2 separate regions of the Mus musculus genome follow, and region 2 is linked to region 1. The links are chromatin contacts, called in public HiChIP or PLAC-seq maps. All regions are on one chromosome and are shown on one strand. The core of a region is the stretch at or near the end of the contact, and the rest is flanking DNA. Distances in the headings are between cores, read along the strand shown. Region 1 has its middle 49 kb from the start of Adamts5. Region 2 has its middle 68 kb from the start of Gm32357.

Region 1 (3,964 bases), core at 374-2,873:
GGAGGTCCAGTGACAGGCCCAACTTGGGATCCATTTCATGGAGAGACACCAAGACCTGACAGCACTGTGCTATGAAGTGTTTGCACAGTTTTTGCCAAGACAGAAGCCTGGCATGGCTTTACTCCGAGAGGTACTATTAGCAGCAAAGGGAGACTGAAGCAGATACTTACACCCAACCATTGGACTGAAGTCAGGGACCCCCATGATTGAATTAGGGAAAGGACTGAAGAAGCTGAAAAGGAGAATGACCCCAAAGGAAGACCAACAGTCTCAACTACCTCAGACCCCAGGGAGTTCCCAGTGACAGAGACACCAACCAGGAGCATACCTGGGCTGGTCCAAGGCCCCGGGCGTGTATGTAGCAGAGGTCTACCTGGCCTGGCCTCAGTAGGAGAAGATGTGATTACTCCTCTAGAGCCTTGAGGCCCCAGAGAAGGGAACACCAGGTTTGGGAAAGAGAAACCTCTGGGATGCAATGGGGAGGAGTAATGGGACGAGGAACTGTGGGAGGGGAGACTGAACGAGGCAACAACTGGAATATAAATAAATAATATTTTTTTTAAAAAATGAGACTTGAAATGAATTAGCACAAAGTTTCATTTGTTTGGGAGGATCTAGATCTGGATACTGCAGCACTTGTCTACTGATGTCCTCTTTAGTCTTCTTCTTTATCTCAAGATAAAAGTTGTATATTTGTTTTCTCAGAATAGAATATGCTGAGCACACATACCCTGACACATCACTATAGGAGAGGAAAGACAGGTTTGCAGCTGTACAGATTATCTCTGTCCCTAGAGTTGAATGTTGCTGTGTACTACTAATTCATCCAGGGACAGATGTGACACTCTGACCAGTCATAAATAGCATGTTGGCTATTACCTGACAAGCTGCAGAGAATTCGTTTGAAGAGGTCTGTTAACTGCCAGTCTCTGTCTTGCCATTGTCTTCACATTATCTAAAGGAAAGGTTTGTGTCTAGCTGCGAGACATCCTTTAGGTTTGTTTCTGAGTCCCCATTTATCAGTATATTAACCAAAAAATAAATTACAAAATGAAGGCATGAGATGATGGTAGTATACAGTGCCAGGGTAGTCTTACTTGTTTTGTTGTTTGTTTGTTTGTTTGTTTTTAAGCAAGGAATACCTGACGCATTGCAAGTAGTCACATTATCAAGATTCCTCCTATAAATTACCAACATCAACATGAAAATCACTTTTCAATTTTCATATGTATATCTGTGTGTGTGTGTGTATTTAACTGAAAATATTATTTTGTTGAATTTTAGGAAATTTACCATCATGATGATGAAGGCACACTATTTTTGTGGAAGAATTTGGTTTTCAAAAATATTTTTGAGGAGATTAGTATTCCATGATAAAAATCACAATAAAGTTTGCACACACACCAAAATAGAGCGAGAGCAAGAGAGAGAGAGAGAGAGAGAGAGAGAGAGAGAGAGAGAGAGATCCTAAGGGAAACATTTCTACAGGAATTCCAAAGAACCTACTAAAATTCCTGGCATTTCTATAAAACTTTTCTAGATATTTTGTCCTAATATAACATTACCTCAAGGAATTCCACAGGCGTCCCTCCCCACATCTGCTAGCAAAGTCTCTATCAAACAACGTAAGCCATGAAATATGGCCCTGAAACCTCCAGTATTTCCAGTCAAAACTGATGATGTCAGACTGACTGTCCATCCAAAAGAATGAGGAAGTATTATTTCTATCCTCTTAGTTTCTGGATGAAGAAACATACTTAGAAAGGCAATGCTGTGTTTTCCTAAGTTCTTAATTCATAAAATAGTTCCAAAACAAAGTTATTCAAAGACCTTCAATGGTTTTTCTACAGATATGCTCATATATTTTTAATTTTTTTTGACACAGGTTCTCATCTTGCACAGGGTGGCCCCAAACTCATTATGTAGCTGAAAAGGAGATGGAATTCCTGCCCTTCTTGCCACTGCCTCCCAAGTGTTATAATTATAAGTCTGTGTCACTATGCCCAGTTCATAGGGTACTGAATATCAAACTCGGGGGGGGGGGGCATAGTAGCAAATTTCCCTAAAAGTAATGCATTACTCCAGAACACATACTTTAAAAGGAAGAAGAAATGTATACAATAACAGTCTAGAGACATAATTAGATGTGATCCTCACGATACAGAATCTTTCATGGAAATGTCTAAAACTTTGAATTTTTCATCATAAACATATCTCTTTAAGGTAAAAATAATATGATGTTTTGTATACCATATCACAATTAAAGAAGAAAGGAATTCAGGTAGAATTTTTAAAAACTGATAAAGAATGATGGAGCAACCTAAATGCTTTCTATCCTTGTCAACTAATATGCCCTCCTCATCCTCTGGGGAATATACTATCTTATTTTAGATGCTGATCTTTAATTTCTTAATTTTATCAATCAAGGCAGGGGGTAGAATGGGGAGAAAGTGTGTGTGGGGGGGTTATGGTGAGGGTGGATGTCTGCCTGTCTCTCTGTCTGTCTATCTTTCTGCCTGTGTGTCTGTGTGTCTCTGTGTGTCTCTGTGTGTGCCTGTGTGCCTGATTGTGTGTCTGTGACTTACTGTCTGTCTGTGGGCTTACTGTGTTTGGGGCAATCTTAGGAAAAGTATGTAAAAAATCATAGTGTCATATTTCAAAAGAAAAAATAGGCAAATCTAAAGAAATCTATACAGGCTGGACATTTTAAATCCTACACCAAGACAGTTGTCTCACTTAATAAACTGAGTCACTGGCACACTTTCCTCTAAGCTTAAACACCAAGGTGCAAAGCAAAGAGGGACAGAAGGGGTGGCGGCTGGCTCATATGGCTCATGGGGCTCATGCGCAAAGACTTGCTGCCTGCTCTTCCCTCTAGGCACTTCTGTTTCAGCCACCACAGAGTGCAAAACCGAACGTTCTACCTTTTCTCCTTTAAATTACAACGCCAAAAACTTTGACAGGAGCTGAATTTATTGAAAAAAAAAAGTCATTAGAAATAAGCACTGCTGGGTTGTTATGGTAGCTCAGTGGGTAAAGGCTATGGCTCCATAAACCTGCAAACATGAGTGTGATCTCTGCGTCTGACATAAGATGCAGGAAGAGAATGGACTCCAGAAATTTGTCCTCAGACCTCAACCCTCATATTAGATATAATACGGCCATGTCCCCACACAATACAATAATGACAAATAAAAGTTTCGCTTGAATATTCCTCTTCCTCTCTGTGATTGTCAGGTAGATATTAGGAAGAATGTAATCTGATTACATAAGTCCGTAACATCAAATAAAGAATACCTGACTAATAATCTTCTTAAGTATTCCCAGGATTATATTTAGTCTGAAAGGGTGGCTTATTGCTAGCTTGTTTGTTTTTGTAATCAGGACAGGACCTTGGAATTCAAGCAGATTCGAGGTTGAATATCCATCCCTAACCCAAAGATCCAAAGCCTAAAATGCACCAAAATCCTAACTATTTGGGCACTGGCACAAGGTCACAAAAAGAAAGCTCTGCGCTTGACGGAATGCAAAGGATTAACAGTCAAACTGCAGCAGCACTAAAGGAATTGTATAAAATTACATTCAAGAGATGTGTATAGGCAGTCTATGAAACATAAAAAAAATTCAAGTTTAAGCTTGAATCTCCTTTCTAAGACGTATATTCTATATTCTCAGAATATTTGTATGCATGCAAATATTCTAAAATCTGCAATAAGCTAAACCCTGAAAAACTTGCTTCATAATTTTGGATGAAGGGTATTCAACATGTAGTATCAGGAAGGAATCAAAAGGACCGTATTTTTTCAGGTAGTCTTCACAAGCGGCTCTGTATATCTTTTAGCCTTTCATGCTGATTTGATATGAGAGAAAGGGATAGCCAAGTACCAGAAGTGTCTAGGGTTTAGCAAATCTCCTGGTGTAGTCTTGCTTTCCTGTGTGTTCTGCATGTTCCACTGACTCAGTG
Region 2 (3,964 bases), core at 553-3,052, 350 kb before region 1:
TTTACTAAGAAGGCATTCTCTAACTCTTTAAGATGTCTCAGTCTTTGCAGTTATGTAATTTGTATCTTCACAGGACTACTATGAGGGCAGTTCCACAGTTTAATTGATCTAGTTATAGTTATGTAAATAGATTCTATCTAGTCAAGGCTGATTTTTGATGTTTAGTATTCTTTGCAACAACTATAACTTGACTGGCACAAATGAAACATTTAATAAAATGAACAGAGTAGCAATGTGTGAAGAATGTGCCATATAAGTTAGGTAATGTATAGTTTAATATCAAATACTAATTGATTATGATGACTTTGTTTTTAAACACTGTGGCACAGATACATGATTTTATCTTCCTTCAATTATACTTGAATATTAGGCTGATCTGATATATAACAGAAACCTCATTCCAAAGATTATCAATAAATATAACATTAAAAGTCCAGCACCCTCCAAATAAAGTTGCTTTGTTTCTAGTCACAAAAGAAAAAAAGACAAAATTCAAAAAAAATTCTTTTTGATGTCTAAAAAAGTATTCTAAATGTTTTCTGTTGATAATAGTGTAAAAATGTTTCTCTCTTTTATGAATAGTTTAACTATGTTTAGAGAAGTACACAACAGCATCATTAAACTTTTTTTCTAATATAATCTCATTTTTTTTATTTTTTATTATTGGGTATTTATTTCATTTACATTTCCAATGCTATCCCAAAAGTCCCCCACACCCCCCCCCCCACTGCCCCATCCACCCACTACCACCTCTTGGCCCTGGCGTTCCCCTGTACTGAGGCATATAAAGTTTGCACGACCAATGGGCCTCTCTTTCCACTGATGGCCGACCAGGCCATCTTCTGATACATATGCAACTAGAGACACGAGCTCCAAGGAGGGGGGTAGGGGGGTGGTGGTGGTACTGGTTAGTTCATATTGTTGTTCCACCTATAGGGTTGCAGATCCGCCCAGCTCCCTGGGTATTTCCTCCTTATACCCATATCTTTTACACAACTGATTTAAGAGGATTTCTATGTCCATGATGCAGAAAATAACACTGCCCAAAGCTAGACCCCTGGAAATCAGTAGATAATTGTAGTTGAGCCATGAAAGAAAGAGAACTGTAATTTCACAGATTTCAAAGAATGAATAGTCTTAGTTTGTGAATTTGTTTTCTTCTGGGGCAGATTATGTTTACTTTGTTTATTTTTATTGTTTTTTTTTTTTAATTAAAGTTTAAGAATATGTCATTTCCAGTGCCAGGCTTGGTGGCACACGCCTTTAATCCCAGCACTCGGGAGGCAGAGGCAGGCAGATTTCTGAGTTTGAGGCCAGCCTAGTCTACAAAGTGAGCTCCAGGACAGCGAGGGCTGCACAGAGAAACCACATCTCAAAAAACAAAAACAAAAACAAACAAACAAACAAAAAAAGATGTCATTTCCTCCCATATTGTCTCCTTACTCAGTCTCCAATAATTAATTCTATATCCTCCCAACTTAACGATAAAAATTAAACATAGTATCCTAGCATCCAAACATTACTTGCATGCCATAAATTTCTACCATTTGTCTAGACAGGTTGAAATTAAAGGCAGTTGAGGGCCACCTGTCTTGAATGCTGAACATCCAACTCAAGTCCTCAGCAAGAACAGTCTGCAGTCTCTCCAGTCTGGCTACAAATTAGATTCCTTCCTTCCCACCAAATGATACATGCTCACATCTTCTTTGTTCCACTTCCTGCTCTTTTTCATGGTAGAGCAGAAGATGTGAATGAACAGCAACTGCGACATAGCCTGAATTCCTTGGTCTTGAGACTTTGTTAAATTCCTTCATGCTTGTGACCTCAATCTGACTCAGATTCTTAGGACACAGAGAGAATGCAGTATGTGCAGTATCTTGCTAAAATGACTCCTCATCTGTGGACTGGAAAACACAGTCCCTTGTGACCCTTTGAAAACCCAGGAGTACAGGACACCAGAACACTGCCATCAGTAACAACTAAGCCGTGCTCATCAGAGATCATAGAGACTGAAGCAGCAGCCACCCACGGATCCTGCATGGGTCTGCGCCATATCCTCTGCATACATGCTGTAGTTATTTACCTTGAGTTTTGTTGGACTCCTAGCAATGGCAGTGGGCAGTGCCATTGACTCTTTTGCCACACCGTAGGACTTCATCTAGCCTTGAAGGAGGGCATATCCCTAGTATTATTGAATCTTATTGTACCAAGTTTGATACCACAGGGAGGCCTGTTCTTCTCTGAAGGGAAATGGAGGAACACTGGGTCTGGGGGAGAGGAGAGGTGATATGGGATCTGAGAGGACGGGATGGAGAGGAGACTTAAATACCTACATATTGGATTAGACAGAATGAATAAATGAATGAATGCATGAATGAATGAATAGAGAAAGTAGGAATCAAGATATCACTTTCTATTTTTCTTTTGGCATTTTGCTCTCCTGTACTCTAACATCCAAACTTATTGTTCCCAATTACCTGAATTAATTACTTTCCTTACTATTGTGACAAAATATTCATCAAAATAAACTTAAAGAAATAAGGATATCGTCCATCATAGTGGGATCATATGCGGGTAGGCTATGAGGCAACTCATTATATTGCATTGCATTAACCAGGCAACAGATACCTACAGATACAACAGTACTAAACCTCGTTATTTAACAGAATTATTCTCCAGTAACCAGAAACATATCCAGGTAACCTACATTGTGAGGTTCTTAAAGTATAGAAAGTAGATAGGTATTCAGGAAATGGCCTCTCTGGCTTTTGTAGATGGCATAGTAATGTTAAAGAATCCTAGGAAGCAGACAGAGAGGGCCCATTCAACAGGAACCCACATGTGAAACAGACATGGGAAAATTAGTCCACTGCGTTGGCCGAATGGAATGTAGCAGATAGTTAACATATAACTACACTCTCCACTTTGTGCCAAGGAAACAGTTCTGAGATGTACAAGACCTTCTGAAGGTAATGTGGGTTTGAGTAGCCTAGGATGGTTTTAGAGATTCTGATAGGATTAAACATCAAACCGAATACAAAAAACTTAAAAGTGCTGTGCCAAGATAGATAATATGATGTGAGGAGCTGAATTACTCCCCCTTATATTCTATAAATTGAAGCTATAATACTCATTGCAGAGGTTAATCCTAAAGGATTAGTGTCATTATAATAAAAGACACTAGAGGGCTCTGCTTCCATCCCCATGAGAAGACATACTGAGAACACCACCAGAAAAACAGGAGTTGAGTTGAATGCCATTTAACTTGGACTTCTGGACTGCACATATTTGGGCCAGTGCATTCATGTTATCTAAGACCCTGGTCCTTTGTATCTTATTGTGAACATCTGAGCTTGTGTAGACAGAGTGAATGATATCTGGTGAGAGAGAGAGAGAGAGAGAGAGAGAGAGAGAGAGAGAGAGAGAGAGAGAGAGAGAACATGAATATAATTCATCAGTTAAATGAGCCACCTCAAGGGAAGAAATGTAATTCTATCCAGAGGAGCATCATCATTTGGAAATAATGGAATGGAGGAGGCTGTAGGGAAGGATGGAAGGAAGGTAGGCTGTAGAACTTAATCGAGGCTGTAGAATTTTATAAGTCTCCAATAAAGCTATGGTATGCGTGGTCTTCAAGTAAAGGGAAGGACTGAGCCTCCAGCAACAACAGCTTAAACACTTAGCACTCCCACCTCAGGAACAGGGTGGAGATGGCTGGGAGGGATGGACACCAAGCCAAAGAAAACTATTCTTTTGCCTCAAGACTCTAGTATTTACTATTAATATTGGAACGAGCAAAGTTTGACTGCATTTTGTATGTGATAATGTATGAAAATGAGTCTATGAGTAATGCAATGGAATGGACAGAGTCTCATGTCTGAAAAAAAATTGTAGATGGTAGCTCTTTATCCAAAGCTTTATTTAAAGGAAGTATGAATTAGGGTTCAAAGACATCATGTGCTTA

The links. HiChIP or PLAC-seq counts read pairs in DNA pulled down with a chosen protein or histone mark.
Region 2: an H3K27ac HiChIP or PLAC-seq map of embryonic fibroblasts shows a contact between it and region 1, with 9 times the contacts expected there. The contact joins two enhancer-like sites. A contact is called at or near these places in 1 of 484 Hi-C or Micro-C datasets (ventricular fibroblasts) and 1 of 115 datasets of contacts at active chromatin or transcription factors (embryonic fibroblasts).

What each region holds. Positions count from the first base shown.
Region 1 is chr16:85,948,225-85,952,188 of GRCm38.p6, reverse strand. No RefSeq gene overlaps it. Among named protein-coding and RNA genes, the nearest start is that of Adamts5, 49 kb to the right of the region's middle. Within about 2 kb of position 1,623, at least 7 of the 459 cell types and tissues checked have an H3K27ac peak or open chromatin away from gene starts, as enhancers often do. A contact at or near this core is called in embryonic fibroblasts, where this site is marked.
Region 2 is chr16:86,301,904-86,305,867 of GRCm38.p6, reverse strand. No RefSeq gene overlaps it. Among named protein-coding and RNA genes, the nearest start is that of Gm32357, 68 kb to the right of the region's middle. Within about 2 kb of position 1,802, at least 32 of the 459 cell types and tissues checked have an H3K27ac peak or open chromatin away from gene starts, as enhancers often do. A contact at or near this core is called in embryonic fibroblasts, where this site is marked.